Linked DNA regions of Sus scrofa: region 1 is linked to region 2. Evidence: chromatin contacts called from public Hi-C data. All regions are on one chromosome and are shown on one strand. Each heading gives the region's core, a stretch centred on a gene start, on an enhancer-like site or on the middle of the called end of the contact. The rest is flanking DNA. Distances are from core to core; before and after follow the strand shown.

Evidence for each region. Hi-C and Micro-C count contacts between places; a contact is called where the count stands out from the background.
Region 1: a Hi-C map of subcutaneous adipose tissue shows a contact between it and region 2, with 2.3 times the contacts expected there. The contact joins two enhancer-like sites. A contact is called at or near these places in 1 of 5 promoter capture datasets (liver), 11 of 47 Hi-C or Micro-C datasets (brain, embryonic fibroblasts, fetal skeletal muscle and 6 more) and 1 of 2 datasets of contacts at active chromatin or transcription factors (skeletal muscle).

Annotation. Positions count from the first base shown.
Region 1 is chr11:79,068,152-79,073,621 of Sscrofa11.1, forward strand. It overlaps LOC100519511, which reads left to right. Exons shown (of 5, transcript XM_005653842.3): 5 at 633-2,701. The coding sequence ends at 642. Among named protein-coding and RNA genes, the nearest start is that of CDC16, 13 kb to the right of the region's middle. Within about 2 kb of position 3,415, at least 15 of the 83 cell types and tissues checked have an H3K27ac peak or open chromatin away from gene starts, as enhancers often do. A contact at or near this core is called in retroperitoneal adipose tissue and subcutaneous adipose tissue, where this site is marked.
Region 2 is chr11:78,805,563-78,810,457 of Sscrofa11.1, forward strand. No RefSeq gene overlaps it. Among named protein-coding and RNA genes, the nearest start is that of TMEM255B, 8.8 kb to the right of the region's middle. Within about 2 kb of position 2,584, at least 21 of the 83 cell types and tissues checked have an H3K27ac peak or open chromatin away from gene starts, as enhancers often do. A contact at or near this core is called in retroperitoneal adipose tissue and subcutaneous adipose tissue, where this site is marked.

The sequences.
Region 1 (5,470 bases), core at 2,165-4,664, 260 kb after region 2:
ACTACTCTCCATGAGGACTGGCCTTCCTCAGTGGGTTAAGGATCTGGCGTTGCTGCAAGCTATGGTGTAGGCCGGAAGCTACAGCTCCAATTTGACCCCTAGTCTGGAAACTTCCATATGCCTCAAGTGAGGGCCACCCCCCCAAAAACAAACAAACAAAAAATGCTTTAAACAAACCGGTTGGTAATATCAAACACTTCATATTCTTCGCAGTTGATACATACTGCTTTCTGGAGGCGCTGTGGCTACGGCTCAGCAGCAAAAAGGCTCCCTGTCCTCCCATTAGGAGAGGGAATCACGCAAATGACATTGTGTCCTGGGTCTGGGGGCCCTTGGCCACCGGCATCGCATGTGTTTATTCCTATTGCCTGCTCTGCCGCCCTCCTTTGGTTTATGGCTGTCTAATTTGGTTTTTGGCATCATTTTATTTTTAGTATTTCTCTGTCATTTGATTTCAGGTTTGTGTTTTCTGAGCAGATCACTGTAATTTTGCTTTTTAATCTAGTCCAAGAGGTTTTCCCCCCCAGTTTTATTCATTTATATTTATTGACATAAGTATCATATCCTATTTGCTCTCATTTCTAGTTTTTTGTTTGTTTTTGTGTCCTTATTTGCTTTTTTCCCATTTACAGTTTTCTTTAGCAAATGTCAAGAAAATACTTGGAAACTATGCTTCAAACCCATCCTTCACTTATTTACTTTGACTCTCTTGAAATTCCACTTTAACAAAACAGGAAGCAGATAAAGCCCAAGACCAAAGGGAGATGTTAAGATAAAATAAAACAAAGAAAGGGAAAACAGAAGCTCCTAGAAATAGGGCTTCCGGCAGCTACAGCCCAGAGACTGCACTTTATTTGAAGTGTCACAGGCTTTGCTAAGTGTGGGGCCCATGGAGCAGCCCAAGAAAGGGAGCAGCACTTGCAGTTCTGACAAAGACCAGGCCCCGCAGGGCTGGGCAGCACATCCCAGTGTGGAGCCTCCAGGCGAGGTCATCTGCTTTGTCTTCTGAAAAGACAGACCTGGAAACAAACACCAGCTCAGCACCTCTGGATCCCAACTCGGAAAATCCAGCTCTGAAGACTGCGCTCTAATAAGCTGCCCTCATGCCCTGTTGGGAATTTCCAGGGCCTTGGCTTCTATGTGCAGGACGAGGGTGATGACAGGCACAGGGCAGAGGGACAGACACTCAGCTATGGATTTCCTGTCGAAAATCCCCTTCCTGACACTGGGGCGACAGCTTTGAATTAGCGGGACTTATTCTGAACAGTGTGCTTCCCTTTTCCTAGACAAGCCCCTGCCTCCATCCTTGGAAAGTTCAGGGACTTCGCACCCAGGCGGGTAGAAGGACAAAACCAAGCTTTTTGAAAACTGCAGGTTTAGGGAGGAAATAACTCAGTTTTACAGGACCAGAAAGTTGGGGAAATGTTCAAAAGAAACCCCCGTAGCCACCTCTGACCAGCTCTCTGAAGACCAGATGCCACCTCCCCAACAAAACGCCTCCCCAGGAAAACAGTCTGGCTGTTCCTCAAAAAGTAACCATAAAATTACCATATAACCTGACAATTCCACTCCTTGGTATATGCTCCAGAGAATTAAAAGGCATGTCCACACAGAAACTTGTGCAAGAACGTTCCGTCAACTGACGAGCAAATAAACAAAGTGTGGTAATAACCACGTAACAGAGTATTATGCAACCCTAAAAAGGAATAACCGCTGCATTATGGGTCAACACTGAAGGCGGTATGCTCAGTGAAAGAGGCCAGATATAAACGGCCGCATAGCGTCAGATTCCACTTCTATGAAAGGTCCAGCACAGGCCAGTCCATAGACGTGCAAAGTAGATTAGTGGCTGCCAGGGGCTGGGGGAGAAGTTGGGGCCATATCTGAGCGTGGCGGGCTTGGGGGTGGGTGATGAAAGACTTCTAAAATTGGATTTGGTGATGATTGCGCAACACTGAATATACCAAAACCACTGACATACGCAATTGAAAAGGGCGAATTTTATGTTACAGAACTGTATCTCAATAGGCTGCTTTTTAAAAACCATAAGATTAATTCTAAATAAGGTAGAATTGTCAATGCATTTAAATACTCCATTTCCCAGGCAGTCTAGTAAACTGATATTTTACTGTCCTTACCTAAGGATAGTGTTTGTTTCCAATATGCATTTTTGATCCAACAGGAACTGAAACTGAAATTTAGCACGGCCACATCCTGGACCCCAAAAGTGAAATGTAGGAGAGGCCTCAGCACACAAAGTAGGAAAAGAAAAGCGTGAGAAGTAGTGACAGGGAGACGGCAAGGCCATCCTGGTTTCCTGGTGCCACAGGCAGCTTGGGTCCCAAAGGATGCTGGTCCACACCTCAGCTGGGCCAGCGCCCCCCCCCCCCATTATCACACAAGGACAGCTGTAAATGCACATGAGTCAGCACCCAAAACTGTGTCCACAGGATATATCTGACCAGATGATGCAGCAAAACTATTTTACATGCTTCTTAGGCTAATAGCTGGAAACAAATTATGCAGAGTAACACGGGAGGTTAAAGACTTCTGAATTGGATTTTCTTCTCTGATTCTTCTCACTCTACCATATTTTTGCTGTTGTGGATTTGTTTACAATTCTCAGGTGTATTTGTGTAATTTGCCCTAAAATCTGGGATTGTTACTTTAACAAATACCTAAATAAATCAGATTAAAACTCTTCAGTGTGATGAAATTCCAACCTGACCCCAAACACATCCCCTAAGATGGAGGTGTCAGTAGGTTTTGTGTGCAGTGATCACTACTCTGCTGAGAGGGTCTCAGAATCTGCTCACCTTCTCTGCCACACCCAGGTAAGGCCATGCTTAAACTGTTCTACAGCAACAAACAGTTATCACACTGAACCCAGTTCTTAACACAGTTAAGGCCTCAAAAAAAAAAAAAAAAAAAAAAAGTTAAAAGACTCACTCATTTACCAACAAACTCTGTGTATGGGCCAGGCCCTGGGACCCAGTCAAGGCAGACTGACGCGCTCCTCGGAGCTGGGCCTCCGTAGCATCACAGTACCTAATGCGCTTGGCCACACCTAACTCGCACTGTGGATTTAGGGTGACTCCCCTACTAAAATAAAAGAGAACCAGAGACCCACTTTGATCCTTCCTGCACAGACGCTTGAATCACCCTTCCAGGTTCCAGGTCCACGTGGAAGCACCCAGCCTCCTCCCCGTTCCTGGCAGGCAGACTCTCGAGTGGATAGTGTTTAAAACCATGGGCCTGGAGTCAGTCAGACTGGGTGTGAGTTCGCACTCTTCAGTGGGCTCTCTGAGTGACTGAGAAGCTTACTTAGCCTCTCTAAGCCCCCTTATGCAGAGCAAAGGCTTGTGCTCGAAACTGGATCATGACTGCATTTGGCCTTTGGTGCGTTCTGGGGAGTTTGCCAGGTTGTCCACACCCTGTTTCTCAAACTGGGCACAGTACAGTACAGTGTTTAGAGTCTTGAGATCGGGCTAAATTTGACAGAAAAACTTGCCTAGTAGAGACAGAACACTTGGTTTCATATTTGCACCTCCTTTACAACTGTGGCAATTTAAGGTTGATAGCAGAGGCTCCTGATACCGCCAATCCCACTGCACCACAGAGGGAACTCCGAGGAGTTCTGATTTCGAAGGTAACTTGAAAAGTAAGAAGTACTAGGTATGCTTTCAGGTGAGGAGATGTGTTTATCCCATATGACATGCGCATCAAATTAGTTCAAATATGTAGAACTTTGGAATGCTTTTAAATCCCCATAAATATAATGACCAGGAACAGTGGCGGGAAGGTGGAGGAAGAAGAGAGGGAGGAGGGTGGGGGTGCCGGCAGCAAAGGGCCCAGGGGCCCAGACTGACACCTGGTGAGGCAAGGAGGCGCTGCCCTTGGGCCCTGGGGCCTAACCCTGCACCAGTGCCCATCCATCGCAAAGCCTGGACCCCAGCTCCCCCAACATGGACCCTGGACAATGGGCCTGACAAACTCCAAAGTCCACTGGGGGCCAGTTTCCTCAGGTTTTGCACTGCTCACCCTCTTGCTTGCTGCCAAATCAGCCTCAGGAAAGGCCCACTTAAGACCACCTCAGGGCTCCCAGGGTCCCTGTATCCCAGGTGGAGGGGACGGCCTCCTTCCCTCTGGACTTGGGTGCACGTAGGCCCCTGCTCTGGGTGCCAAGCAGACCAAGGCCTGAATGTGAGGGAATGTTTTGGAAATGCAGAAGTGGGCGCTGGACAGAGGCCAGGCCTTGCCAGTGCTGGAGGTCTGCAATGGCCAACCTGCAGCTCTAACTTAGCGGCTTGGTTGGCGGGGAGGTCAGGCTGCCTAGCAGAGAAAGCAAACTCCTGAGAGAGGTGGGCTCCACACATGGGGCCGGGTAGGACCATGGGTGTGAGACCTGAGCTTCAGCCGCCAGGAAGCAGGAGCACGGATTCTGAGGATAACTTGAGAGAAGCGAATGCAGGATCCTCGCCAGTGAGCACATGTCCCATCTCAGGGAACCACTGCAGCCTCTGGACCATGTAACCAGGATGCTGCTATGCCCATTAGTTTTCTCTTCCCAGCATTAACCACAAACTCCAATAACACTGTAGAAGCTTAACACTCCTTGGTTGTTAAAAAAATTACTTAGAAACAGGTTAATTTTCACGTTAACGTTTGAGTACGTTGGGGACACCACAAAGCAAAATGACCCTCACAGCAGTGGCTGAAACGCAAAGGACCTAACAGCTGGTAACCGGGCCTCCCTGGTCCTCAGGGTCTAGGACCTGCCTGAGCCTCCCCACGGCTCCGGCCTCCTGTGTCTGGGTCGGTCCACGCCCCCGGCGCCAGGGGCGCGTCCCAGAAAGGGCCGGACCTTGGAGATCAGGGAATGCGCAGGCGGCGCGCCCTCTGCTGGCGGCTCCGGAGCTGCAGCTCATCTCGGAGCGCCGCGCGGGGCCAGACCTAGAGCCCCAGGTACTGGGTGCGCGCCGGGGGATGGGGAGGCCACTCTCTCCCTTTCCCAGCTTGGTGAGAAGAGTCAAGGAGCCTGTAACGCCAGCTTCCCTAATTGGCACTTTTCCTCAGGTTTTTTTCCCCACTAGCTTTACCAAATTGTAAACTGCAGCAAAAAAACCACTTGTTCTCAATCAGTGTTTACTAAGTAACCTGGAATGCTGAGAGCTGCTGCAACCAGCAAGTGCTGCCTACGCTCAAACTGGCAATTCTTCAGCACAGTTTTATGGGCTGCTGTTTTATTATAAGAGTTTCCAAGTTATTAAATCCAATTTGGGAAAATATTAGGTTCCCCAAGAATTTTAGCAGAATCATGTTTAGAAGTAGTAGGGGTAAGTTCTGTGATGAGGAAAAAGCTTCCTTTCACCCTCCTAGGATGTGAAGCCAAAGAATCAAACTGACGTAAGACATAAACAGCAGGAAAGCATACGAACTTATCTGATATTTTACATGTACGTGGGAGTAT
Region 2 (4,895 bases), core at 1,334-3,833:
TAAATTTTACGTGGGACCCACACTAAAAGATTATTCAATGTTTTGGGCTAAATCTGCCACACCTGCTACAGACGATACACTTACAGGTTCGTGGCGATTCCGTCAGCTAGCGGGTCTGTTGGGGTGCAATCACAACCTACGTGTGACATCGGCTTTCTCGTCGCCCGCTCCCGCTCGGGAGAGCCCCCCGGGACACTCAAGCCGAGCAGTTACACACAGGCAGCAAAAGTCCTGTAGTCACTTGACTTTTATTTTCAAATCTTTAAAACTTAAATGAGCACATGGAAAACAATGAACCGGTCAGCACCCACACGGCGAGAGCAGGGCTGCCCCCGCAGCTCCAGGAGCCAGGACGCAGCAGGGGTCCCAGCGGCCTGGCCTGCATCAGCCACGTGGCCGCAGCGTCTGGTCTCGCAGACTAGCTCCGGGCTCCGTGGTGGTGATGACGGTGACTCCAGGCGCTTCGCACCTCTTTCCCCGCTGGGCCGGAGGGACATCCCCACCTGCCTCCAGTCTCGGCCTCTGGGGCCGGGGGTGAGGCGGGGCGGGGGAGGCGCGGTGCGGGGCAGCCCCGCGCTGCCGGGTGGGGCTCATGGTGACTCCCGGTGGCAGGCTTTCTTTGTGGGTCTTCCAGGCCCTGGGCTGTGCGCTGCCTCGGGTGCAGCCCCCTGCTCGGGCACCCTCTGAGGGGTCTCGCTGTCCAGCAGTGAACAATAGTCCTCACTTTAGCTGTTCCCCGGCCCCCTGGGCAGGGGACACGCCATCCGGCTCGGAGGACAGGGCCGCCCTCGGCCCCCAGCGCGGCAGCTCGCCTGTCTCTGTGTGAGTGGCCCGCGATCGGCATTTGCCCTCCAGGCACGTCTTGCCCTGGGTGGCCGCTCCCCACCAATGAGGCCTAGAGCCCAAGCTGGGGGGTCCTCCACAGGGGCCTGAACCCTGTCCTTTCATCCTCTGTGTGCACAAGCCTCGGGGTCCCTGCAGGGCACTGGGCCGGGCACTCGGGCCTCCGTGGGAGCCGAGGAGACTGCCCGTTCCTCCACCTCGGTGGCGACTCAGACAACCACTGTGGTGAAAAGGTCCCCCCCCGCCCCCCGCCCCAGACACGTTTCGTTATTGACCCGGAGAATCTGCAGACGCCTCGCCACCACTTTTTGTTTGTAACAAACAAAAAATGCAATTTCCATCAAAGTAGAAAAGGGTGAAAATAAAAGTTTAAAATAGGAACGGTCTTTCTAGATTGTGATACAGTCCTGGTGCACGCTGTCCCTCAAAATCACACACACAAGTGTGCAGATGCACGGGATACACACACGTCACACAGGCACGTATACACGCACACACATGCACGTGCACACACATGCCTGCACACATGCACACATATGCACAAGCAACACAGATACACATACACACCTGTACATGACACACACATGCACACACATACAGTGTACACATACAACACGTGTGCAGCACACATGAACTGCACACACACTTATGCACATGCACACACACACACCTGTGCACAACACACACACATACACATAAACGCATGCATGCATGTATACGGCACACACATGAACACACACACATACTCACTCTGTCCCCAGCTCTCACCAGGTCCCCACAGTGTCCCCACGCCCTGTCTGCCCCCTTCCGGTGGGTCTCATGTGGCTTTGTCCGGCTGCTCCTGTCTTTATGCATCAATCCCTTTTCTTCCGAAGCTGCGCCACGCTTGTTTGAGTGGAGCTGCGGCCCGGGGCAGGGGGCGGTGGGGGCAGAGCCACCTTGAAGGGCAGCCACACGGGGTTTCTGAGGCAATTCATACCAAAGGGCTGATTCTGAAAAACACAATAACCAACAAACCGAGGTTCCGTCAGATGCTGCCGAGAGGTGCCTCTGGTGCACTCACCCGCCCGCCACTGGAGGTCCCATGAGATGCTGCTCAGTCCCAGTTGTGCACGAGCAAGGCCTCTGTGGACTTCGGGGAGTAGGGCTTGAGTTAGGGCCGCTTGGCGTGGGTGGGGGCCCCAGGGGCGGCGTCAGGGGTGCAGCGGATGTTGGGGCCCTGTACACACGGGCTTTGGCCTTTGTTCCTGCAATCTCCCCCGACAGTGACACTTCTTCTGGGCCCTGGAGCCCTCCCCGCCCCGAGCAGCTCAGCACAGACAGGCCTGCCAGCTGTCCGGGGCCCAGAGCTCGGGTCGCCTGCTAACTCTAACGCATGACGCACTTTCTTGGGGTGTGGATAAGGTGCTCGAGCACCTGGCCACCTTGGATTTGCTGCAGCTAAACCTTGGACACCGTGGGAGTGAATGGAAAGCTCTGCAGGTGGAGGGAAGGCAGAGACCGGGGCTGGGGGCACAGCTCAGAGTCAGGAGACCACAAGGAGGGCCTGCCCCCCACAGGCCATGCTGGGTTCTGGGCCTCCACCCTCAGCTGTGACAAGGCCCCGTGCCCCGCTGGGGGGGTTCCCCCACCCCGTGGAAATGTAATGACCCCTGCACCCCAAAGAGGAATGCCTCCCCATCAGCAGAGGTCACCTGCAGTAGCAGGTGGTGCCCACACGTGGGCGCTGTGTCACGGGAATGCTCCAGGAGGGCCGGGTCTGTCATGTGACACCCCCAAATGTCGGGAACAGAAGCTCGCTGTCAACCAAGAACCAGGAAAGCGGTCAGCAGTCCCACATGGTGACATGGCCAGTGGATTCATCGGAGAGGCTTCAAGGCAGCTTCACAACCGGCCTCGGGGGATTGCCCAGCGCTTGAAGGAAGTAGGGACGAAAAATCTCAGCAAAGAGACAGGCTGTCTGGGAAGCCCTGCAGGACACGCTTCCAGCCCTCTCCCAAAGTCCATGCTGTCCCCTCTTGGTGGCAGCTGGGTCAGTGCCAGGCAGCGCATGCTCTCAAGGGCTGGGCCAGAAGGCATAGGCCCAGAACTACTTGTTACTATATTCTCATAGCCGGCTGGGTTTTTCCTTGTGTGCAGTCTTCATAGATTTGCTAAATATAATTACCCAACACGAGCTCGGCGAAGGCTGAGGTCACCTCCTCTCATTCACGGTGGTGCCCAGCCCCTCTCATGTGTTCTGACACACAAGGGGGCCCCGACTGCAAACCACATGCACACGTCACAGGCATTTTACCAGCTGAGAGAAGGACAGCTGGAGAGGAAAACCTCAATTTGAAAACATGGGATTAAAAATAAATGAGACAGGTTCTCAGGTTTACCCAGACAATTTCAAATGAAGGGAAGATTTGAGTTTGTAAAAACCACGCCTCAATCCCTCAGTGACAGTAGGTGATGCTTTTCCAGGCTCAGCCTCCTATGTCCGAGATCTTATCAAGGCCCAGGCCTCCGGGGGCTAGGACAGGTGGTGTCTGGGCCTGGGGGACCCTGTCCCAGCTCCTTGGCTGGCGTTGGGGACCCCGCAAGTGGGAGCGGCTGCCTCTCCTCGGCACATCAGAACTTGACCAGGGCCGTGGGCACAGAGGCCTGTCCTGCGGGGGGCTTGGCTCCTCTCTCAAGGGCAACGTCCTGTGTGTCACAGGTGACAGTGGACTGGCTGTGGTTGCAAATCCAAGGCCAGGGAGCACCCTCCTTCTGGGGAGTCAGGGGTGGGTTTCCTGCTTCCCACGGGGAGTGAGCACCTTGAAAGGTGAGCTGGGGCCATGGCTGAGGGACCAGAGGTCACGGCCGAAGGACACAAGATCATGGTTACAAGGCTACCAGCAAAGCCCCCAGGGTGTTTGTAATTTAAACATCCCTGGAAATATATATCTCCGTCTCTCTGGTCTGGCCCTGCTGCCTCGACCGGGCGGCCCCCGCGTCTCTGGGGCCTCCGGGCTGCATTATTCATCCCTGGCTCAGCACAGGCCTCTTGGGTTACAGGCAGGCGGTGTTTGCTGCCGTCAGCTGAGACCAGACTCTCACGACGCCCGAGAAGGCCTCACCTGCACGGGGCAGAGGGACGGTGGGTCTGGACCCAGCCAGGCCTGGGGCATGAAGGGGCTTCCTGACAGGTTCTGACCGATTCTTGACTGATTCCTGACCGATTCCCGGCTCTTTGAATCCCTCTCTTTTGAGGGCTCGTCCTGGTCGCAGAGCCTGCTGAGCTCTGTCTGCTCCTGTAGGTGGAGGCGACAGGCCTGCCTCCTGCCCCCTGGATGGGTGGGGAGGCGGGTGGGGAGGTCCCCATGGGAGAGGGCTGTGTCCGGCAGGCCCCCCCGGGTGGGCGCAGGTGCTGAAAGGTGTGTGTGTGGGGGGGCACGCCTGTTCTGTCTTCTGCCTTCAAGTTTTCCCTGAAGACCTGCCATGAGCTAGACACAGTTCCAAGCGGGCGACACAAGGGGGAGAATGCCTCCATGAATTCAGGTCCATGTCAGGGCGAAGGGCCCGGGTCGCCCTGCCCCCACTCCCCCGCACCCCGCTTTCATCCCGAAGGGGCAGAGCGTTCGCTTCTGGAGCCTCCTGGTTCCCTGGGCCTCCCGACCTCAGGGGCTGGCAGGCCACGCAGGCCTCCTGCTGGCACAGAGTCCCCGGGTGGACCCTTCCGTCCCTAGAGGCCTGACCACGTGTTTGAAGTCACCCTGGTCACAGTTTAAGAAGCTGACTTTGAAATTCCTCTTCCTCTCCCTGTTTAAGCCTCCAAACACTTCCCTGGGGGAGGCAGCCTGTGGCGGGCGGGCGGGAGGCAGAAATCTGGAGGCTCCCAAAGCCCGTGGCCAGGTACCTGAGGTCGGGACGCTGGACGGACGGACCTGGAGGCCTGCGCCGCCACAGCCCGGCTCCCACCCTCTGGCAGGCAGACCGCTGGGCTTGGCAGTGAGGACTGATGGCCAGGTGTGCCCCCACCTCCACCATGGTGACAGAGCGCTGCCCAGACGGCGGGGGGGGTGGCT